Regions from separate parts of the Mus musculus genome. Here region 1 is linked to region 2. Evidence: chromatin contacts called from public HiChIP or PLAC-seq data. All regions are on one chromosome and are shown on one strand. Each heading gives the region's core, a stretch centred on a gene start, on an enhancer-like site or on the middle of the called end of the contact. The rest is flanking DNA. Distances are from core to core; before and after follow the strand shown.

What was found. HiChIP or PLAC-seq counts read pairs in DNA pulled down with a chosen protein or histone mark.
Region 1: a contact with region 2 is called in an H3K27ac HiChIP or PLAC-seq map of microglia, with 5 times the contacts expected there. The contact joins the enhancer-like site here to the promoter of Mfsd14a in region 2. A contact is called at or near these places in 1 of 39 promoter capture datasets (the C10 cell line), 4 of 115 datasets of contacts at active chromatin or transcription factors (bone marrow-derived macrophages, embryonic stem cells, memory CD8 T cells and 1 more) and 2 of 9 other capture datasets (adipose tissue and pancreatic islet).

What each region holds. Positions count from the first base shown.
Region 1 is chr3:116,449,379-116,452,331 of GRCm38.p6, forward strand. No RefSeq gene overlaps it. Among named protein-coding and RNA genes, the nearest start is that of Gm40125, 27 kb to the left of the region's middle. Within about 2 kb of position 1,318, at least 23 of the 459 cell types and tissues checked have an H3K27ac peak or open chromatin away from gene starts, as enhancers often do. A contact at or near this core is called in bone marrow-derived macrophages and microglia, where this site is marked.
Region 2 is chr3:116,661,253-116,664,290 of GRCm38.p6, forward strand. It overlaps Mfsd14a (major facilitator superfamily domain containing 14A), which reads right to left and starts at 1,425. Exons shown (of 12, transcript NM_008246.2): 1 at 1,143-1,425. The coding sequence starts at 1,226.

The DNA of each region.
Region 1 (2,953 bases), core at 68-2,567, 210 kb before region 2:
ACCTTGACACAGACCTGAAGTCATCTGGGAACCTCAACTGGAGAACTCACCAGATCAGAGTGATCCCTGGCATGGGGTGTTTTCTTAACTGCTAGCTGATGTAGGAGGGTCCAGCTCACTTCTGGCAATGTCATGTCTAGACAGGTGGGCCTGGCCTGTAGAAGAAAAATGGCTAAGCAAACCAGAGGGAGCAAGCAAGCTAGTAAGCAGCATCTCTCTATTTCAGTTCCGACCTGGAGGTTCCTGTCGTGAGTTCCTCCCTTGGTTTCCCTCAGTGATGGAAATGTAATATGAAATAATAAGCCCTTTCCTCCCCAAGTTGCTTTTCAGTTATAGTGTTCTTCAAAGCAACAAAAAGGTAGCTAGGACAGATGGACACATATTTGAGCATTTTTCAGATGGATGTGTATGTATGTATGTATGTATGTATGTATGTATGTATGTATGTATGTGTGTGTGTATATGTGCATGTATGTGTGTGTATGTGACTATGTATGTGTGTGCATGTATATATGTGTGCATATGGATGGATGGATGGATGGATGGATGGATGGATACACCTTCGACTATTTTCACTCTGTTAAACTATTGTGGTCAGCATTTGAGTTTTCTCTTTGACTCCAGTCTACTCGTGAAAGAGAGAAGTCAGACTACACACCTGCTCAGAGACACAAAGAAACATAGCCAGCTGGCCCAGCACAGGGGAACGTGGAGAGGACGACAAGGCAGGAGTCCCCAGCCACAGATCTTCGGGGTAAGGAGCCACAGATTGTCTCCAGGAAACTGGGTCAAGGTGCCAGCTAGGGTCAGAACAAAAAAGGAGTAGGGACTGGGAACATGAAGTGGCTCAGAAAACTCCCACAGTCAGGCAGGTGGGCATCTGGGTGTTCCAGATGATGTGTGTGTGATATGATCAAGATGGAATGAAACACGCTGTCTGAATTAACCCTGCCAACTTAGCATCTGTGACAGTTTAGCCAATATTGTCCCGGTTAGAGATAAATAGGATACGTAAAGTGTTTCCTTTCCTTATGGCCCACTAATTGAAAGTATTTCATTACGTGAAGCACAACATAAAAACACAACAAAATAACACAGGGTTCGTGTCCTTCAGCAAACACTCATCAAGTGAACGCCACTTTATCAAGTGAACATCACTTCAGCCATCTCCATATGAACCAGAGACTGATGCAACTGCGCCCGGTGATTACGCGGCGAGGTTTCCAAAGCACACAAGTGGGGGTTCTTAAATCCCTAGCTATTGCTACTGAGATACAAATGGGTAAACAAACACAGGTCTCCTGAGTCATGTCATGGACACTCACTGTTTCCTTCATACCTAAAGCACAGATTAACTATCCACTAATTTTGTATTATTCAATTAGGACTTATTTCCTTTTTATTTTATGCCCATTATTGGGAAATTTTTTGTAGAAACTATGATGCTATTAAAACATATAGCTTCTTAGGAGAAGTTTCTTCCGGGGGTGATGTATCAGGCAAGGCTGTGTATAGTTCCCCTAAGTTGCTGAGTGTTTGGCGAGGTGGGAGGGGGAGGAGGATGCACACAGATCCCTTTTCACTTCCGCCCACAAGCCTAGACCAGTCTTGGAACTTAAGTCTAGGAGCTCACTTAAGTTCTACTTTTATGCCTGGCCATGACTTTCTACACTGCTTCTTATTGCTCTGGGCCTGATTTATAGGTTACTATTTTAAAGTCTGTGTTTGTTATTACAGTGACCTCACATACTTACAATAAGGCAAGATATGAACAAAAATGAAATAAAACAATGACCAAAACATTTTATATAATCCTGTAAAAAAAAAAAGAAAAGAAAAGAAAAGAAAAGAAAAGAGACAAGATCAGTCTATGTCAAATACTATATGGGAAAGAAGCGTTAGGAAAGCCGGGTATGGTGGCGCACGCCTTTAATCCCAGCACTTGGGAGGCAGAGGCAGGCGGATTTCTGATTTCGAGGCCAGCCTGGTCTACAAAGTGAGTTCCAGGACAGCCAGAGTAATACAGAGAAACCCTGTCTCGAAAAACCAAAAAACCAAAAAACCAAAAAACAAAAAACAAAAAACAAAAAACAAAAACAAACAAACAAACAAACAAAAAAAAAAACAAAAAAGAAGAAGAAGAAGCGTTAGGAAGCTCAGAGCAAGGTTCATTCATTTGTTCATTTCTTTGCTTACTTTAAGTTTGAGAGCTTTCGGATTTTGAGAATTGCTGGTACAGAAACAAAACAAAACAAAACAAAAAACATAGCACTCAACTAGGAAGTAACCCAGTGGTAGAGCATTTCCCCAGTGTCCCCAAAAGCCTAGCTTTGCTCGCCAGCCCTGAACCAGCAAAGCAAGCACTCTTTAGAAGGTGAATGAGCTTGGCTTTATCACTTAGCAGCTTCCCCGGTACATGCTCACCTATGCAGGATTATAATGAGAAGATGCTATGAGAAAAGATACAGGAAGGCCGGGTGAGGTAGAGTCAAGGAATTTATCGTTTATAGACAAGGTCTGAATCCCCCAGGGTAGGTTTTATCATTTCTTTGCCAAACATGGAGGGAGACCATCCACTTCCACCCTCCTGAAGGAGTAACTCTAGCAACGGAGCTTCACTCTTCAAGAAAAGCCTTTGGCCAGAGTGCAGCCAACCTCCCATTCATCCTTGCATGATACGATGCAAACGTTTCATTATTCGGTCTATACCAGCATCAGATGCCAAAATGTAGGTGGAGTCATTGAGATAATCATATTGTTACTAAAAATATTATCCCTGATGCTGGAGATGACTCACGGGGGTGTGGGACTAGAGACACTGCTCAGTGGTTAAGAAGGCAAACTGCTCTTCCAAAGGACAAGAATTCTGTTCTCAGGACTCACATTTGACAACTCACAACCATCCTGTGGTGGTTTGAATATGTGTGGCTCACACAGACTCATGAGATCGAAT
Region 2 (3,038 bases), core at 175-2,674:
TTGGTCAAGACAGCTAATGAGAATTCATCAAAGTAATACTTTGATCAGGTACAGTAAGAAAATCTGGAAAGCTCTGAACCCTCTTTTTTCACTAAAAGTCAAAGCTATGACAACTAATAAATCTGACAGTTAACTGAACATATTCCGAAATCGTTCCATATGTCCCAAGCTTTCTAAATGATGGCAGTTGGACTAGGCCATGTTCTCAAATGTCAAAAGAAAGTTGTCATTTATTTCAAACTGATTTCAGCAAATCCTCCGCGGTGGCCTACTTACATATTTAGTGCTTTGCTAGCATTGATCAAGGCTCCATTAAACTACAAACAAATGGAAAGAAACAATGTCTGCAACTTCACCACAGAGACACATCTTACTTTTCCATTCTATTTCGGAACGCGATACCAAAGGAGTCAGCAAAGATCAGAGTGTAACGCTACAAACACACAGCACAACAAAAGTGTACGTTTGTTTTCCAATGACAAATCCTATATCGACGTCTGGTAGCACACTGCACAGTGCATAAAGTTTTCTGCGAGTAACGACTGTCTAAAAGGCACATTTTTAGCCTCAGTCCGCCTGCCAGAATCTGTCTCCGATCCTCACGCCATGACCAATTCTAAAGACTTATTTTGAGGCACAAGGTGAAGATTTCTCTAACGGAGAGGGCCCCAGGGAAGGTCAGGCTTCCGACGCCGGGAGAGGGGACGAGCCCACTCCCCGACAAGGTAGCCGAACAGCTCCAAGCCGCTGCTCCGGCTCCCGGCGACCGCGATGGGACAACGCACGTACCCTGGCCCAGCGGGCCGCGGCGGCGGCCACCCGCCACAGCATACGGAGCGCAAGGCTGCCCAGCCTCCCCGCGCGCCGCGCTGGGCCTGGCGAGGCTGCGGAGGGGCCGCCGCCTCCTCCCCGAGGCCGGGCGCACGTGGGCCGAGGCCGCAGGCTCCGAGACGCAGTGCCCCGCCGGAGGTACCAGCAGCGTCCAGGGGAGCCAGGCCGCGGAGGCCGCAGGCCGAGACCGCGGCAGCGCCGGCGGCACGGAAGGGCAGGGCGCTCTCGGCCCAGCGAAGGCGGAAGCGGGGGGAAGAGCGAGCCGGGCCCGCACCCGGGCCGTCCTGCGGCGCGGAACCAGCAGCACTCACCGTGCCTCCGTCCTTAATGATGATCTTTTTGGCCAGCATGATACTGCGGTTCGCGGCCCGTTTCTTTTTCTTCCCCTGGGTCATTTTACCATCCTCGACTCCCGGCGCTGCAGCAGCCACTCAGGGGGCGGGCGGCCCCAGCGGCGAGTGCGGTCCCGCCACTACTGCCGGGCCGAGCCGCTCAGGGCGCACGCCGCCATCTTGAGGGCCCGGCCTGCCTCGGGCGGCGCGTCACATCGTGCGATCGGCTGAGTCGCTCGCCACGCCCCCGTGACGCAGCCACGCCCCCGCAGTGCGGGCACGCCCCTCCAACCCTGCAATAGCGGAGGACTGGGAGGTGCCGCGGGAGCGGGTGGAGCCAGGTGCTTTGGCTGCCTAGCTTTTGCCCTCTAAGGCGCTGAGCGATGGCTATTTTAACAGTTTTTCCTTCACAGATGAACTCAAGTTCCGAAAAGTTTTTACCTACTCAAATCTGACAAATAGTTTCTCAGATGCTCAGGCGTCCCAGGCTAATAGCATCCGCATCAAATGCATCCCCACCAAAACAGAATTGAAGGGGACAACGGGAAAGTTTTCCAGGAATGGTCAGTAGCAGGTAGAGGAGTTTTAGCTGTTGATCTGATGCCCAGCTAGGTCATGCTGGCTTACATACCCCCACGTACCAGTACATTCTCTCCCAGTGTAAACTAGATGCCATACTTTATAGGCTTTTAAAAATTGGTTTGACTAGAAGACTGGTAGAAAGAGCAGACAGGTGGAATATGAAATGTGATATTAACAGTACTGACATTTACTTTGAGGCAGCACATTATGTAGACCAGGCTGGCCTCAAACTGAGAGATCTCCCTGACTACCTCCCATATTGTGATCAAAGTCATGTGCCACCATGTCTAGCAAAGTCTTCATTTTGGTAACTGTTGGAAAACTTTCCTTTAAATATACCTTCAGTGCTAGGTATGAACGAGCACAACACATGCTTTCCCCCATCAAACTGTTCGATAAAGGGGAACTGGAAACAAACCAAACTGTGGCAACAGCGATCCTGGATGTGGTGGCTCTAAGTAAGATAAATGTTCCCAAACTCAGTGATATTCCTCCCTGGGAGAAGTGGAAGGGGCTCCCTCCCTCTCCTGGCTTGTGGCCTGGTTAGTGATGGATGACCTTGTTTTAACAGGGCAAAGCAGAAATGACAGCACTGACTTTAGAGGAGAGGTCATAAAAGGTACTGTATGTTTTTGCTAGGCTCTTCATTTACTCCAGTCAGGGGTTGCCGATTGTTATGCCATAATACCAGAGGAACTATGGAGAGGTGCTGCCGTTGAGCTGAAATCTCCTTCAAAGCTTTGTGGATTATCTTGGAACGAGATCCTCTATGCCTGGTCAAGCCTTGAGCTGACTGCAAACTTTATGAGACCTTCAGCTATGAATACCCAGCTTAGCCACATTACTGGGATGGGGCTGTAGCTGGTTCTTTTGGAGTGCTTTTCCTGTAAGCATAGGGCTGCGGATTCTATCACCAACAATCAGTGAACCCAGCATAGAAGTGGATGCCTAGATCCTGGCATGAAGGAGAATCAGGAATTCAAGGACAAATCTGAGAGCAGCCTGGGTGTGGGTGGATTCTTCAGGCCACTGAACATCAGGCTATTTATTACATGGCCTAAGTAACTATTAGACAAGGTAAAGGAGAAAGCAGGGGGCACACATGTGAGGGTTACTGTAGCTTTTCTGTAAATTTCAAAATAAAATGTTAAAAATAAACCTGGTTGGATGTTCTGTTTCTTCTACTTGCATGCTGACAAGAAATGGAAAATAAGCCAGTTTTCATGGATGGGGAAAGAAAAGCATCTTGGGTGGTAAGGATTTTCATCATACTTACTTTAAAAATAAAATTCT